Regions from separate parts of the Macaca mulatta genome. Here region 2 is linked to region 1. Evidence: chromatin contacts called from public Hi-C data. All regions are on one chromosome and are shown on one strand. Each heading gives the region's core, a stretch centred on a gene start, on an enhancer-like site or on the middle of the called end of the contact. The rest is flanking DNA. Distances are from core to core; before and after follow the strand shown. Region 1 holds the start of TUBB (tubulin beta class I). Region 2 holds the start of MRPS18B (mitochondrial ribosomal protein S18B).

The links. A called contact is a pair of places that touch in the nucleus more often than the background predicts.
Region 2: a contact with region 1 is called in a Hi-C map of fetal cortex germinal zone, with 2.9 times the contacts expected there. The contact joins the promoter of MRPS18B here to the promoter of TUBB in region 1. A contact is called at or near these places in 4 of 14 Hi-C or Micro-C datasets (blood, fetal cortex germinal zone, fetal cortical plate and 1 more).

Annotation. Positions count from the first base shown.
Region 1 is chr4:152,321,363-152,328,073 of T2T-MMU8v2.0, forward strand. TUBB (tubulin beta class I) reads right to left here and starts at 3,981. Exons shown (of 4, transcript NM_001032813.1): 1 at 3,851-3,981; 2 at 1,773-1,881; 3 at 1,393-1,503; 4 at 1-1,074. The coding sequence starts at 3,907. The coding sequence ends at 17.
Region 2 is chr4:152,429,501-152,436,211 of T2T-MMU8v2.0, forward strand. It overlaps MRPS18B (mitochondrial ribosomal protein S18B), which reads right to left and starts at 2,701. Exons shown (of 7, transcript NM_001105165.1): 1 at 2,624-2,701; 2 at 971-1,079; 3 at 766-863; 4 at 582-650. The coding sequence starts at 2,701. It also overlaps a transcript of PPP1R10 not described here.

The DNA of each region.
Region 1 (6,711 bases), core at 2,731-5,230:
TGATGGGGGCTCTGCCTTAGGCCTCCTCTTCGGCCTCCTCACCGAAATCCTCCTCCTCTTCTGCGGTGGCATCCTGGTACTGCTGATACTCAGAGACGAGGTCGTTCATGTTGCTCTCAGCCTCAGTGAACTCCATCTCGTCCATGCCCTCGCCTGTGTACCAGTGGAGGAAGGCCTTCCGGCGGAACATGGCAGTGAACTGCTCCGAGATGCGCTTGAAGAGCTCCTGGATGGCCGTGCTGTTGCCGATGAAGGTGACTGCCATCTTGAGGCCACGAGGTGGGATGTCACAGACAGCTGTCTTGACGTTGTTGGGGATCCATTCCACAAAGTAGCTGCTGTTTTTGTTCTGCACGTTAAGCATCTGCTCATCGACCTCCTTCATGGACATCCGACCACGGAAGACAGCAGCCACGGTGAGGTATCGGCCGTGGCGGGGGTCACAGGCAGCCATCATGTTCTTGGCATCGAAGACCTGCTGGGTGAGTTCTGGCACTGTAAGAGCTCGATATTGCTGGCTTCCACGGCTGGTGAGAGGGGCAAAGCCAGGCATAAAGAAATGGAGGCGTGGGAAGGGGACCATGTTGACTGCCAATTTGCGGAGGTCAGCATTGAGCTGGCCAGGGAAGCGGAGGCAGGTGGTGACACCGCTCATGGTGGCTGAGACGAGGTGGTTCAGATCCCCGTAGGTTGGTGTGGTCAGCTTCAGAGTACGGAAGCAGATATCATAGAGGGCCTCGTTGTCAATGCAATAGGTCTCATCAGTGTTCTCTACCAACTGATGGACGGAGAGGGTGGCATTGTAGGGCTCAACCACGGTGTCAGATACTTTGGGTGAAGGAACCACACTGAAGGTGTTCATGATGCGATCAGGGTACTCTTCTCGGATCTTGCTGATAAGGAGAGTGCCCATTCCAGAGCCTGTGCCTCCACCCAGTGAGTGGGTCAGCTGGAAGCCCTGCAGGCAGTCACAGCTCTCTGCCTCCTTCCGTACCACATCCAGGACAGAATCAACCAGCTCGGCCCCCTCTGTGTAGTGGCCTTTGGCCCAGTTGTTACCTGCCCCAGACTGACCTGGAATGCAGTCAGGAGAAAAGCTCAATTAACAGGGTATGGAAGATACATGATGTTTCCATCTTTCAACTTTAGAAATAATTCCCTTGGATGTATCTTCTTTCTCCTTCACTGTGATGTATTCTCCCCCCACTGCCCCATAATGTACCAGCAACAGCAGGCACTACCTCTACCCTACCTCTACCCTCCATTAGATTTCAGAATACAGTTCTTAGCACTCCAGTACAACAATCATCTCCTAACTTTTGCTGTGTCCTTGCACCCAAATAAGTTGAACACGATAGTATATCATCTGCTAATATCATCTGTATAACTTACCAAATACAAAGTTGTCTGGTCTAAAGATCTGGCCAAAAGGACCTGAGCGAACAGAGTCCATGGTCCCAGGTTCTAGATCCACCAGGATGGCACGAGGAACATATTTGCCACCTACAAAGAATAAAGTTAAGAGCTGTGAGATCTGGCAGAGGGAAAGGTTTATAGATACACTGGGAATGGAAGACAGCAGGGACCCAAGACTTGTTCCAGGTCCTGCCACCAGGTGGCAGCAGACGTCTTTGGCCCCGACGGTGGTTCACAAAAGGGAGAAAATGATAGATTCACCGAAAGGGGATAAGGCGTGCCAGGAATGGAAAGAGACCCCAGAGAAGTGGGAGACAGGGAAGGGGAACCTGAGCTGCCCGGGCTCTTGCCCTTACCTGTGGCTTCATTGTAGTACACGGAGATGCGGTCCAGCTGCAGGTCGCTGTCCCCGTGGTAGGTGCCGGTGGGGTCGATGCCATGTTCATCACTGATCACCTCCCAGAACTGCCGGGCAGGAGCAACGAGACCACAAGTCAAGTCCCAGTCAACTACGTCCCCAACTACCATTTTATTTCATCTTTTTCTTAACTTTTTTCTTTTTTTTTTTTGAGACGGAGTCTCGCTCTGTCGCCAGGCTGGAGTGCAATGGCGCTATCTCGGCTCACTGCAACCTCTGCTTCCCGGGTTCAAGCGATTCTCCTGCCTCAGCCTCCGGAGTAGCTGGGACTACAGGCGCGCGCCACCACGCCCAGCTAATTTTTTGTATTTTTAGTAGAGACGGGTTTCACCATGTTGACCAGGATGGTCTAGATCTCTTGATCCGCCCACCTCGGCCTCCTAAAGTGCTGGGATTACAGGCGTGAGCCACCGCGCCCAGCTTCTTTTAATTTTTAAGACAGGGTCTTCCTCTGTTGCCCAGCCTGCAGTGCAGTGGTGCAATCACGGATCACTACAGCCTGAAACTCCCAGGCTCAACCGATCCTCCCATCTCAGCCTCTCGAATAGCTGGGACCACAGACGCGCGCCACCACACCCAGTTAATTTTTTTTTTTTTTTTTTTGAAGAGATGTGGCCGGGGGGAGGGGTCTCGCTTTGTTGCCCAGGATGGTCTCAAACCCCTGAGCGGGAGCGATCCCAATTAGCCCGCCTCAGCCCCACATCTCCCATTTTAATCCCACACGCGCTCAGGCCGTTGTTCTAGGGCCTGGCATCCCGTGTGCCTGCCACACCCTTCCCCTAGACACTCGCTCCCCCGGGAAAGCCACAGCTTTCCCGGCTCGGGATTATGTGCAGCGGGTCCCAAGTGCTCGGTGGGCGGATGGAGGTCGACCATACTTGGATAAGCGCCGCTGTTCTTCCCCCGAGCTGGGCACCGCCCCACCGCGCGGCGCACAAAAGGCTCGGGGCACTAGAAGAGCTGCTGCCGCAGTCGACCACCCCCCACCCTCCACGTGACTGCGGCGCACGCGCAGGTCGAGCCGCCGACAAAGGACTTCGCACGTGGGCGGGGCCAGGGGCAAGAATTCCGCGCGAGGGGCGGGGCCCAGGGTAGCGCGCCCCTCCCGGCGGGCAACGCCGCATTGTCCCCGCGCGCCAGCGGCGCCCTGGCCCCGCCCCGCAGGGCCCCGCCCTTCTGCTACAACGTAGCACCCGCACTTCCTCCCGCCCCTCCCCCGCTACACTGTAACCGCGCGCAAAAAAAAAAAAAAAAAAAACCCTTGGCCTCGGAATTTTATTCCTTTGCTAGATTTCTCCCCCTTGATTTAAAGCATTCTTTCTCTCCCATTAAGTCCTGAAGGACTCGTTAAAGAAAACCACACACCCCCATTTTCTCGACATATCAGTTCACGCCCTAAAGAGGTCTCGCTTAGGTGCCATGAAAGCAAGAAAAATTAATCCCGTTCTTATTCTCCTTCCACCCCGGAACAACTACAGGACCGGCCCTCCGGGGTCGCGGGCGCGCTGGGGTCCCTGATCTTTTGTGAATGGTAGCGCCCAGCGCAGCCCACCCTGGCGCATCGCCCCCCGACCTTTGCACTGGAGCTCTCTGCAGCCGCCCGACAGCCTCACCCCTTCCCGCTCCCGTTTGGCCCTAAGAACCCCGCAGGGGGGGCTGGGCGGGATGCACATGGGCAAAACCTCGCCCCGCTTTGTCTCCGACTGTTTCCGCATCTCTCTCCCTGCCCGGTTCTTGGACCGTTAGAAGCCCTTTTAAGTAACATATGTCCTTGGTCTTCCCGCCCCCGAAACCCGAAGAGCCCTTTTACTAGTTTCTCCAAAATGTGCCTGCCAAGAAAAATGATTCCCAGTTTTCCAAAAGCAAATGCTAGTTATTATATATATAAATGTAACAAACTTGGGAGGGGCAAAGCTTGATTAAGAATGGAGAGTGCAAATGCCCCACAACCATTTTTTCATAACTTACCTGGATTTTTCCTTCTAAAAAGAAATAAAAGAGGTGTAAAATTCTTACCTTGGCACCGATCTGGTTGCCACACTGACCGGCCTGGATGTGCACGATTTCCCTCATGGTTAAAATTAATTTTTTTTGCTCGCCTCAAGGTATGTATGGGGCAAGAAAATAAGTAATTTTTTTTCTCTGCAGGTCGCAGGCTGGAAGGTTGGAACGCGCCCCAGACGCTGGAGCAGCGAGGTGCGAACGCGGCGGCAGGAAGGTTCTGAGAGGGAGAAAGGAGAGGGGAGGGCGCGGAGGGAAGGCAGGCTGGGCGGGGCGCGCGTGCGCCGGGGCTGGGAGGCGGGAGAATCGGCCCCGCGCGCGGTCGGGAGACAAAGCCTCATCGAGCCTGGCCCTGATTAGTCGATGCCGGTCATGTACCAGGCGTCCATTGGCCTCTGAGCCAGTGGACGAGCGCAGTCCTCTTTGGGAGTTGTAGTCCCCTATTGTTGTTCACGGTGCAAAATGAAGTGACGAATGGGTGGGTACCGGTTTGGTTTTTGTTGGGTTTTTGTTTTGTAAATGAAAAACGACCTTGCGCAAGATTCCTTTCCTCTGTGCCTGAGGTTTTTGTACAAAAAGTGAGCAGTTCTCGGGGATGCAGGGATTGAGAAGTCTGGGGTTCCAGAAGTTGGGTGGTGAGGTACGCCCTAAAAGCTCCCAGCTGCAGTACCTCTAGGGAAGACAGAATTGCTTAGCTCAGCGAAAAATGGGGAGGAGTGTGGCACCGTGCTCTGCTACCTCTGGCCTTTGGTGACCCAAGTCATGAACTTAAGTAAGCTTCTGCTCTCTCAAATACTTCAAGAAGGGAATCGCCCTCTTGCTATTTCCTTGGAAATTTTCGAGTCATTGTTTTGAAAGAGAAACAAAATTGCAGCAAGGGCTTTTCAGGATAGAGATGTTGTCTGGAGAGTATGTTCAAAGAATAAAATAGTTTAGAGAAACCGACATCGGGGATTTGTGAAACTAGAAGTCTCCATCCACGTAGGAGATCTGGGCCTTAGGGCAGACTTTGAAGACACCTTGATCTTCTTGTCAAACAGGGAACTATGGAATGAGATGCCTGATAGATTTTCAGTTTTTTCAGCCTACCTTTTTAGACATGTTAATGAAGTCAGTGGTTTTTCAATTCGCTTATTTCACTGACCAGGTGGCCGCCATTGCAACTCTGCAAGATACCCAGTATTGAAAAAGGAGAGAGGGGAAATTGATGGGGGAAAATTGGATGGGCTCAAGACAGAGTCCACCAGCTTCTTCCCAGAGATTTATTCACTTATTTGATAGTTACTATGTATCCACCAAATTAGGAACTATGGTTACAAAATGATTAATAATTAGTTCCCTGTCCTCCAGGATGTTGCAGTCTGGCCACTCAGAAATGTAGTATCAAGTCAACATCATTGTTCATTCACATTCGATTACACACAGATCTATATATCTATATATATATATCTATATCTATCTATATATATATATATATTGTATTTTTGGTACAGACAGGGTTTCGCCATGTTAGCCAGGATGGCCTCAATCCCCTGACCTCGTGATTCGCCCGTCTTAGCCTCCCAAAGAGCTGGAATTACAGGCGTGAGCCACCGCGGCGGGCAGATCAATGTATTTCTAAGTTGCCTTCTAAATAAGGGAACATCAACTTGTGTAAGCCCTCTCTTCCCACTTAAAATATAATGCTCTATGTTTTAGGGAAATGAAAACAGTCATTTTGTGGGAGTGGAAATAACTCAAAATACACAATCAGATAACTTGTTTCAATTTGTCTCTATATTAGCTGTAGGATCCTAGGAAAATCCTTTTACTTTGCAGGGCTTCAACTCCTTGTTTGTAAAATCTGCTTATTTGACTGTTGTGGACAGAATTGAGATAACCAACAGAAAGGACTTTATGAATTATGCAAGTGTTATAGTTACCATTTTCTTCATGTCTTATTGTGAGATAATAAAATGGGCCGGGTGCGGTGGCTCACGCCTGTAATCCCAGCACATTGGGAAGCCCAGGTGGGAGGATCACCTGAGGTTGGGAGTTCTAGACCAGCCTGACCAACATGGAGAAACCCCGACTCTACTAAAAATACAAAATTAGCCGGTCGTGGTAGCGCATGCCTGTAATATCAGCTACTAGGGAGGCTGAGACAGGAGAATTCCTTGAACCCAGAAGGTGGAGATTGCGGTGAGCTGAGATCGCGCCATTGCACTCCAGCCTGGACAACAAGAGCGAGACTCCGTCTCAAAAAAGAATAAATAAATGGCCGATCGCGGTGGCTTTCGCCTGTAATCCCACCACTTTGAGAGGCCCAGGCGGGCGGATCACCTGAGGTCAGGAGTTCGAGACCAGCCTGACCAAATGGAGAAACCCGGTCTCTACTAAAAATACAAATTAGCTGGGTGTGGTGGCGCATGCCTGTAACCCCAGTTACTTGGGAGGCTGAGGCAGGGAGAATCGCTTGAACCCGGGAGGCGGCGGTTGCTGTGAGTCGAGATCGCGGCACTGCACTCCAGCCTAGGCAACAAGAGCTAAACTCCATCTCAAAATAAATAAATTAATTAATTAAAAAATAAAAATAAATGATTTTATCATCCTTCCCTCGCCCCTCGAAAGGTGGGGACAGCCTTTAAGACAGAGTGCAAGCCAGTTTTCTCTGTTCGACTACAGATCTTTAGGATCTTGGATTTATGAAAATGACCTCAAAATGTCCGTCAGAGATGTATTCCCGGGAAGAAATAATATGACTTCTACTACAAACCAAATCAAAAGGAAATGAAATTCCACTGCAACAAGGAGTGAAATGCCACGCCTACGGGCTGACTCCAAACTGCAGCCCCCAGCCACGACTGCAACCCACTTTCATTTCTCGTGAGTCAGCG
Region 2 (6,711 bases), core at 1,451-3,950, 110 kb after region 1:
TGGATATTGCTCTCCCACTAGAAATAGCCATTTTGCTGGCTGGGCATGGTGGCTCACACCTCTAATCCCAGCATTTTGAGAGGCCGAGGCGGGCGGGTCATGAGGTCAGGAGTTTGAGACCAGCCTGGCCAATATGGTGAAACCCTGTTTCTACTAAAAATACAAAAAGTAGCCAGGCATGGTGGCACACGCCTGTAGTTACAGCTACTTGGGAGGCTGAGGTGGGAGAATCGCTTGAACCCGGAAGGCGGAGGTTGCAGTGAGCTGAGATCGCGACAGTGCACTCCAGCCTTGGCAACAGAGTGAGACTCAGTCTCAAAAGAAATAGTCATTTCTCTTACCTGCCAGTTTAGACTGTAAATTTCATAGGCATAGGATAAAACTTGCAGTACAATCCATAGTAGAAGGTAAAAGACTGGAGAGAGAAATGTTTTTATAATGCCAGAAACAGTTACTACAAAATAAACTGTAGGGCCTCCAGGATATACGAAGTGTGGGGCACCTACAGTAATCTCTTTGGCACTGCAAAGGGGCTCCTAATCTTTATTTTTCTTACCATAAAAAGAAAAGACTCTCCTTACCCTAAAGTCAACATGCAACTTGTGATCTCGGCAGATGGGGCAGGGATTCCCAGCAACTTTATTCCCACGCTGTAGAGAGAAAAAACCAGCAGTTAAGGATGTTCAAACCCATCAGAAAAAGTGCTGCTGTTACTGTTACTTGTGGCCTCTACCCCTACTCCACATCCCACTCTCAGAAACTCACAATACATGTTTTCCGAGTCCGCTGTGGGGGTACACCACCCTTGTGGTTGCGGCGGTAGTCAGCCCAGACAGGGCGAGAACCATATCGCTCCTGGTATTCTGAAATGAAAGATCATACAAGTTATTCCTGGGTGGGAGTGTAGTGGGTGGCTCTATCCACTTATCTTAAATCCTATCTGACCCTCCCTTTCCCCATTTAGAGGTACCTTCTGATTCCAGATATTTCCAGGGTTCATCCTTATAAGGAGAAATGGGAACTGGGGACAAAGAATCTTCCTCAGAGGGAGGTTTGGTGCAAAGAGTCTGGAGGGGAACCTATAAAGGAGCAGAAAAAAATAAAATAATGAGTTCAAGGAAAGAACTCAATGGTTTGCTTATCACATTTTGGAAAGAGGGGGAATGCATACATATTGCATTAATGGAATATAACAGGAATACATATGTAAGTTAAGTATTTTTGTTGGGTTTAAACTGACATAAATCAACAACAACGCTCCTTTTCTACAACTGGATCCTGAAAGAAAAGCTAAGTTAGCGGATATATGCTGAAAAACAATCTTATTTCAGAAGACAATTAAAAAGTCTAGTACAAGGCCCAGCGCAGTGGCTCACGTCTGTAATCCCAGCACTTTGGGAGGCTGAGGCGGGCGGATCATGAGGTCAAGAGATCAAGATCATCCTGGCCAACATGGTGAAACCTCATCTCTACCAAAAATACAAAAAATTAGCTGGGCGTGGTGGCATGTGCCTGTAGTCCCAGCTACTCAGGAGGCTGAGGCAGGAGAATCGCTTGAACCTGGGAGGCAGAGATTGCAGTGAGCCAAGATCGCACCACTGCACTCCAGCCTGGCAACAGAGTGAGACTCCATCTAAAGAAAAAAGAAAAAAAAAATCTAGTACATAAAAGGTAGTCCTGCTTTTTGGAAATGAACTGATTCTGGTGGAAGAATAAAGAGGAAGGATATCTAGGTTCTCGGAACCAAGATGTGTGGTGGGGAGGGGATGCTGAAGACAGGTGAGTCTCCAAATCAATCCAATGAAGTCACTGAGTTGCCCATTTTCATAAAAGCTGAAGGTCAACAATCTACAGGGCAGAACAAACTTGAGTCCTAACGCTAGTTTTAAAGCTACCAAGGCTGTTATTAAGTCTGTGTTGACCTCTGTCACCACTCTTCAGTCCCACTTTAGGGAGTGGCAGCTGGGCAAGCCTTTCTATCTCACCGTGCCCCACCAAGAACCTCCAGAGAGGTGAGTACACAAGACTGGAGGGAAACCTCAATTCAAAGGACGGAGTTAAGCTCTCATAACTCTGATAAGAAACTGATTTAATAAAGAGAGCTGAGAAACTGTCCTCAGGTCGTAAGAATAGATCCTGACCTTACTGGGAAATAGCAAGGTGGGTAGAAATTAGGATCCCTAATTTCCCTAAGGACATTCCTGAGCAACACAGATTTAGACATGACCTGCACAGTTAAGAGCTGGTTGTGGCGCTCGCTTGGGGAGCACATATGTTACGCTAAAATTGCAACGATACAACATTAGCATAGCCCCTTATTTAAATAATTTTCAAAAAGCTGGTTATGCATAACTGAGGGTGGACGGGGGTCAATTCTATCACTTAATTATTTTACTGAGATGGCATTTTGGAAGAAGGATGACACCTAACCCTGGGGCTTAGTCCTCGGCTCGGGATTAGAAAACGCGCGGTGTATGGGAGGGGGTTGCTGGAAGTACTGCCTAGACAGCTAAGATATAAACACGTGGGAAGGTCTCCACTCGTGGATTCCTGACAGCGGAGCGACGACCTAGAGAAGGTATAACCAACTTGGGGTTGTGCAAAATGTCCTTCGAGAAGTTACCTGAACTCTGTGGGCACCTCGGAAGAGAGAAAGCATAGGAAGCCGCCTCAGCAGGGTGTTTAATACGGACGCCGCCATCTTGACGTACGCCCAGCACAGGAATGGAAGGAAAGGCAACTGCGCATGCTTCAGGAAACTGACTAGGGCAGGGCCAAGGACAAGCCCGCAGTGCGGAAGGCGGCCGCACGTTTGCGTCAGGACGGAAGCGTGAAAGGGAAGGCATGGGCGGAGAAGCTAATTTCAACTGCGTCACAATCGAATTAGACCTCAAAATTGCATTTTTTCTTGGCTAGTCACTACGACTCTTAGATCTCTTTGTTAGAGTTTGCCTTTTAAGCAATTTTGAAGGCGATTTTTATCGAGATCCTCTCAGTGCGCATGCTCCGGCACGTTTCTACCAACCCTGGGTGAGAAATGTTCTCCAGGGCGGAAGTGGCGGAAGCAGAGGAAAGGGAGGTGCTGGGCTCTCTGGTCACGCGCACGCAACAGGGAGGCAGAAAGGAGGCGGAAGAGAGTGCCGGGGAAGGGGCGGAGCAAAGGTGAAGTGAGACTAGCCAATCAGCTGGCGAATTGTCGTTTAGGTTGACCAATGAGTTCACGCCTCGCGTATAATGTCTCGCGACAAGGGCGTTTCACTAGCACGTTTGGGCGCGTTGGGCGGCGTCCGGGTATAAAAGACTCCACCCGAGCGGGCGGCCGCCATTCTGGGGTTCGTTTAGAGGTAAGTTTACCTACCTTGTTGTTTAGTGGGTAAAATTTTGCGGAGAGCGTTGGATCTGGGAAGCGGGGTAGGGATGGGTTCATTTGAGAGCCACGGCTTAAAGCGGCTGCGATCAGGATGGGACACAGAGGTTTGTTTGGGGACAGCAAAGATGGCATTTCTGGGTGTTTTGAAGCAACCCGTACTGATTACATCTTTCTCCCTTGTGTTCCTTTTATCCCAGGTTTGAATTTTCTCGGAGAAAGACAGGCCGACCACGAGGAAAACAGAAACAAGCCGCAGCAACATCTAAGCCCTTGAAAGGATCCTGAGAGAGGGGGGAAAGGGAAAACAGCAGCCACCAGCCCAACCACTTGTGTCTTCTGCCCCTTCCCACCTATCTTGCCCACCCCACCAGCCCACGCTGCTTGGGACTTGAAATCTGTGGCCGAAGGACCGTCACCACATAACTTGAAAAATAATCAACCACCCTCCCTTCCCAAACCACCCAAATTCACTCATCCAGCGTTTACTTTTTTGAATCCACTCAGAACTTTTTTCTGCGACCCCCCTCCCTAAATGGAGTTGGGTGGGGGGGGAAATGAATACTGAGTTGGCCTTTATTTTTTAAAAGACTTTTTGATCCAATGAGGCCCCCTAAATAATTGAGTTTTGGGTCCTGGTTGGTTGTTTTATTTTTTTTCCTCCAAAATTTTACCCCCTCCCCCCTGAGCCCGAGGTGCTGACGTCGCAAAAAAATTGGATAGTAAGTGTCGAATTTTCAAAAACCAGCCTTGCAACAAGAAGTCAACGTTTCCCGTTGTGAAACCAAAAATAATGAGAGGAAGAAATGAGACCATAGAACAAATAGAGAACTGGAGAAGGACCAATCTGGTCACTTAATCTCCATTAAAAAGGGCCTGTGGGTCTAAACAGTCTTGTTCTCTCTCCCCTACCACCTATCTCTTCCCTGCCCTGCTGCAGGCAAAGAGAGGGTGGAGGGAGGGCCAGCAAGTGAGGATTTTGATGGTTAACCCTTGGTAATCCAGCCAATTTCCAGACTGCCAAAGCCATACGTGTTTATATAAGGAGGAATGGTTACCTTCCTCTGGTTAGCAGCAGTCTTCGAAAGGGTTAATGAGCTCACATACAAGAGATGGTGGATCTTGTGGCCCAGAAGTACCACTTCTTTGTGTGTGAGACAAGCAGGGTGCCTTTCAATTTGCCAGATTAATAAGCAATCTGTACATAAAGATTGCAGGGTAAGGAGATGGGCAGAGAGAAATAATAGCTCGCTATAACTTTTTAAATGACTGTTAAATCCTCTCAATTTTAATGTAATTTGTTTGGGGTATATTTGTGTGGTTAAAATAGGTGGCAATCTAGGAATAAAGATTGCAAGACACTTAGGACAAAATATAATCTTAGTGCCAGTACATACAATAGTTGGGGAGGTAAAGAATGTCTTATAATTGTTGCAGATTGCATAGGTATTTAAAAGCAAAAGAGTGATTAACATTTTAACTTGATATTTTTTGGTGGGGGAGGTACAGTTAAATAGAGGGTGGAAAGGTTGGGTAATGTGGAATTTAGGAGTATAATTTTAAAAGCCATTTAGTGCAATTGAATGCTAGCTTTCTAAAAGATTTGTGTCGTTAAAAGGAATTTTTTTCTTCCCTGCTTCAATATGGCGACTTTCCTTGTCCTTTTGTCTTCCAAGCGGCGTTGCAGGTTGTGTCTTGACCCATTTTTTTTCCTGTCCTCCCACCTCAACCCTATTTGTTGAGAGGGGTCCAAGTCCTTCCTCCCCCTTTCCCTCTATAGGGAGGATGGGGGTGGTCGATGGTAGCCGGTTGAACCTCCGTTGCAAATTCAGTTCTTCCCTGCAGAAAATTGTTCTAATATTTTGATTGCTTTAATTTTCACTACGCTCTTACTGATCAAAATAGGTCAAAGATTATTCACGATGGGGAACTGGCTTTTGGCTTTTTTACTAAAAAGGTGTTTTTATAATGTAACTGAAGCTACCGGCAGAGCTGGGTGGCTTTTTAAAGTTCGAGTCCTCTTTCTCCATTACAAAATGGCGTCCCTCCGTCTTTGTTGTTTTTCTTCCCCTTTTGCCATCCTGAGCTTAGGGCCGCCCTAGAAACTTGGTCAAGGGGGAGGAGCAGCCTTGAAAGGTGATGTAATCAGCTTTCTTCCTCTTTTCTCCACCCTCTTGAAGCTCCACCCCTGAGCAGATGCCTTTGCACTCCCTGTGCTCGTGGCTGCTAGGGAGAAGACATTTTCCTAATTTTCATTATATAAAATACCTTAAAGGGATGAGAGCTTATAGGAATTAAGTATTAAGGCTGTCCATCTCCTTGGGTAGTTCTAGTTTTTATAGAACCAGTTTTTATTTTCACTTTCACTCATCACAACTGCTTGTAATTTTTCCCCACTTCAGCTGCCAGGGGTGAAAAAACAGGCAAACCCAAGACTGGGAAGCTTTGAGGATGTGTGTGAGCGTGTGTGTATGTATATATGTGTGTAGAGGGAGATGGGAAAGACACAAGGGCTTGCGAGAGTCCCTTCGAGATAAACGGGCCTGATGACACTGAAATGTGCCATTTCTGCTCAGGAACCAGTCTTTGGGCCTCCTGCATTTGGTCGCTTTGTGTAATGAGAATCGGGGGAAGGTGGATACTTCTAGGACTTTCTTCTAAATCGCCCTCATTCCCACCTCTCAGTTTGGGGATAAACTGTATTCAGTGCTGTATCACGTTCTGCACTTGCTTAGTTCCTGTACATTGGTACTAGGATAAGAAGTGAATCTTTAGGAAAGGAGGCGGCAGTTGTAAACTCAAGGCAGGGGGAATCAAGCTACGGTTTCTGGTAAGCAAAACCTTTCTGGTATTACATTTCACAACTTTCATTTTTTTTTTTCCCAAAGAGCCACCTTTTTTGAATTTCTTTTTCCTTCCCTTCTAAAAGAAATTCCTTGAAAGCATTAATGAAAAAATGATGTCCTCTTCATTTTTCAACTCATGCAGTGCTGTGGCAGTTGGTGCATGTTCAGAAGCCATGCCCTATCTGAGGGTGGTATTGGGTGTCTGGTTCCTTCCCCCAACTTTTTCAAAGCCAAATCTTTATCAGACTCTCCATATAATTTTAATTTTTAAAAGTCCTGCACTGAAGCGTGGAGGTTCTAGGCAGAATTGGAAAGCACAACTGCCCTGTGGTGATGTGGGTGAGACTTAGGGCTAATTTTCTACTGGGTACAGATTCTCAAATTATTACTTAAACTTCTGGATTGGATGGGAGGGACTCTTCCACATGTCTATTGACCACAAGTTTTTTTTGTTTTGTTTTGTTGTTTTTTTTCTTTTAAGCAGTTTGCCATGTGCCT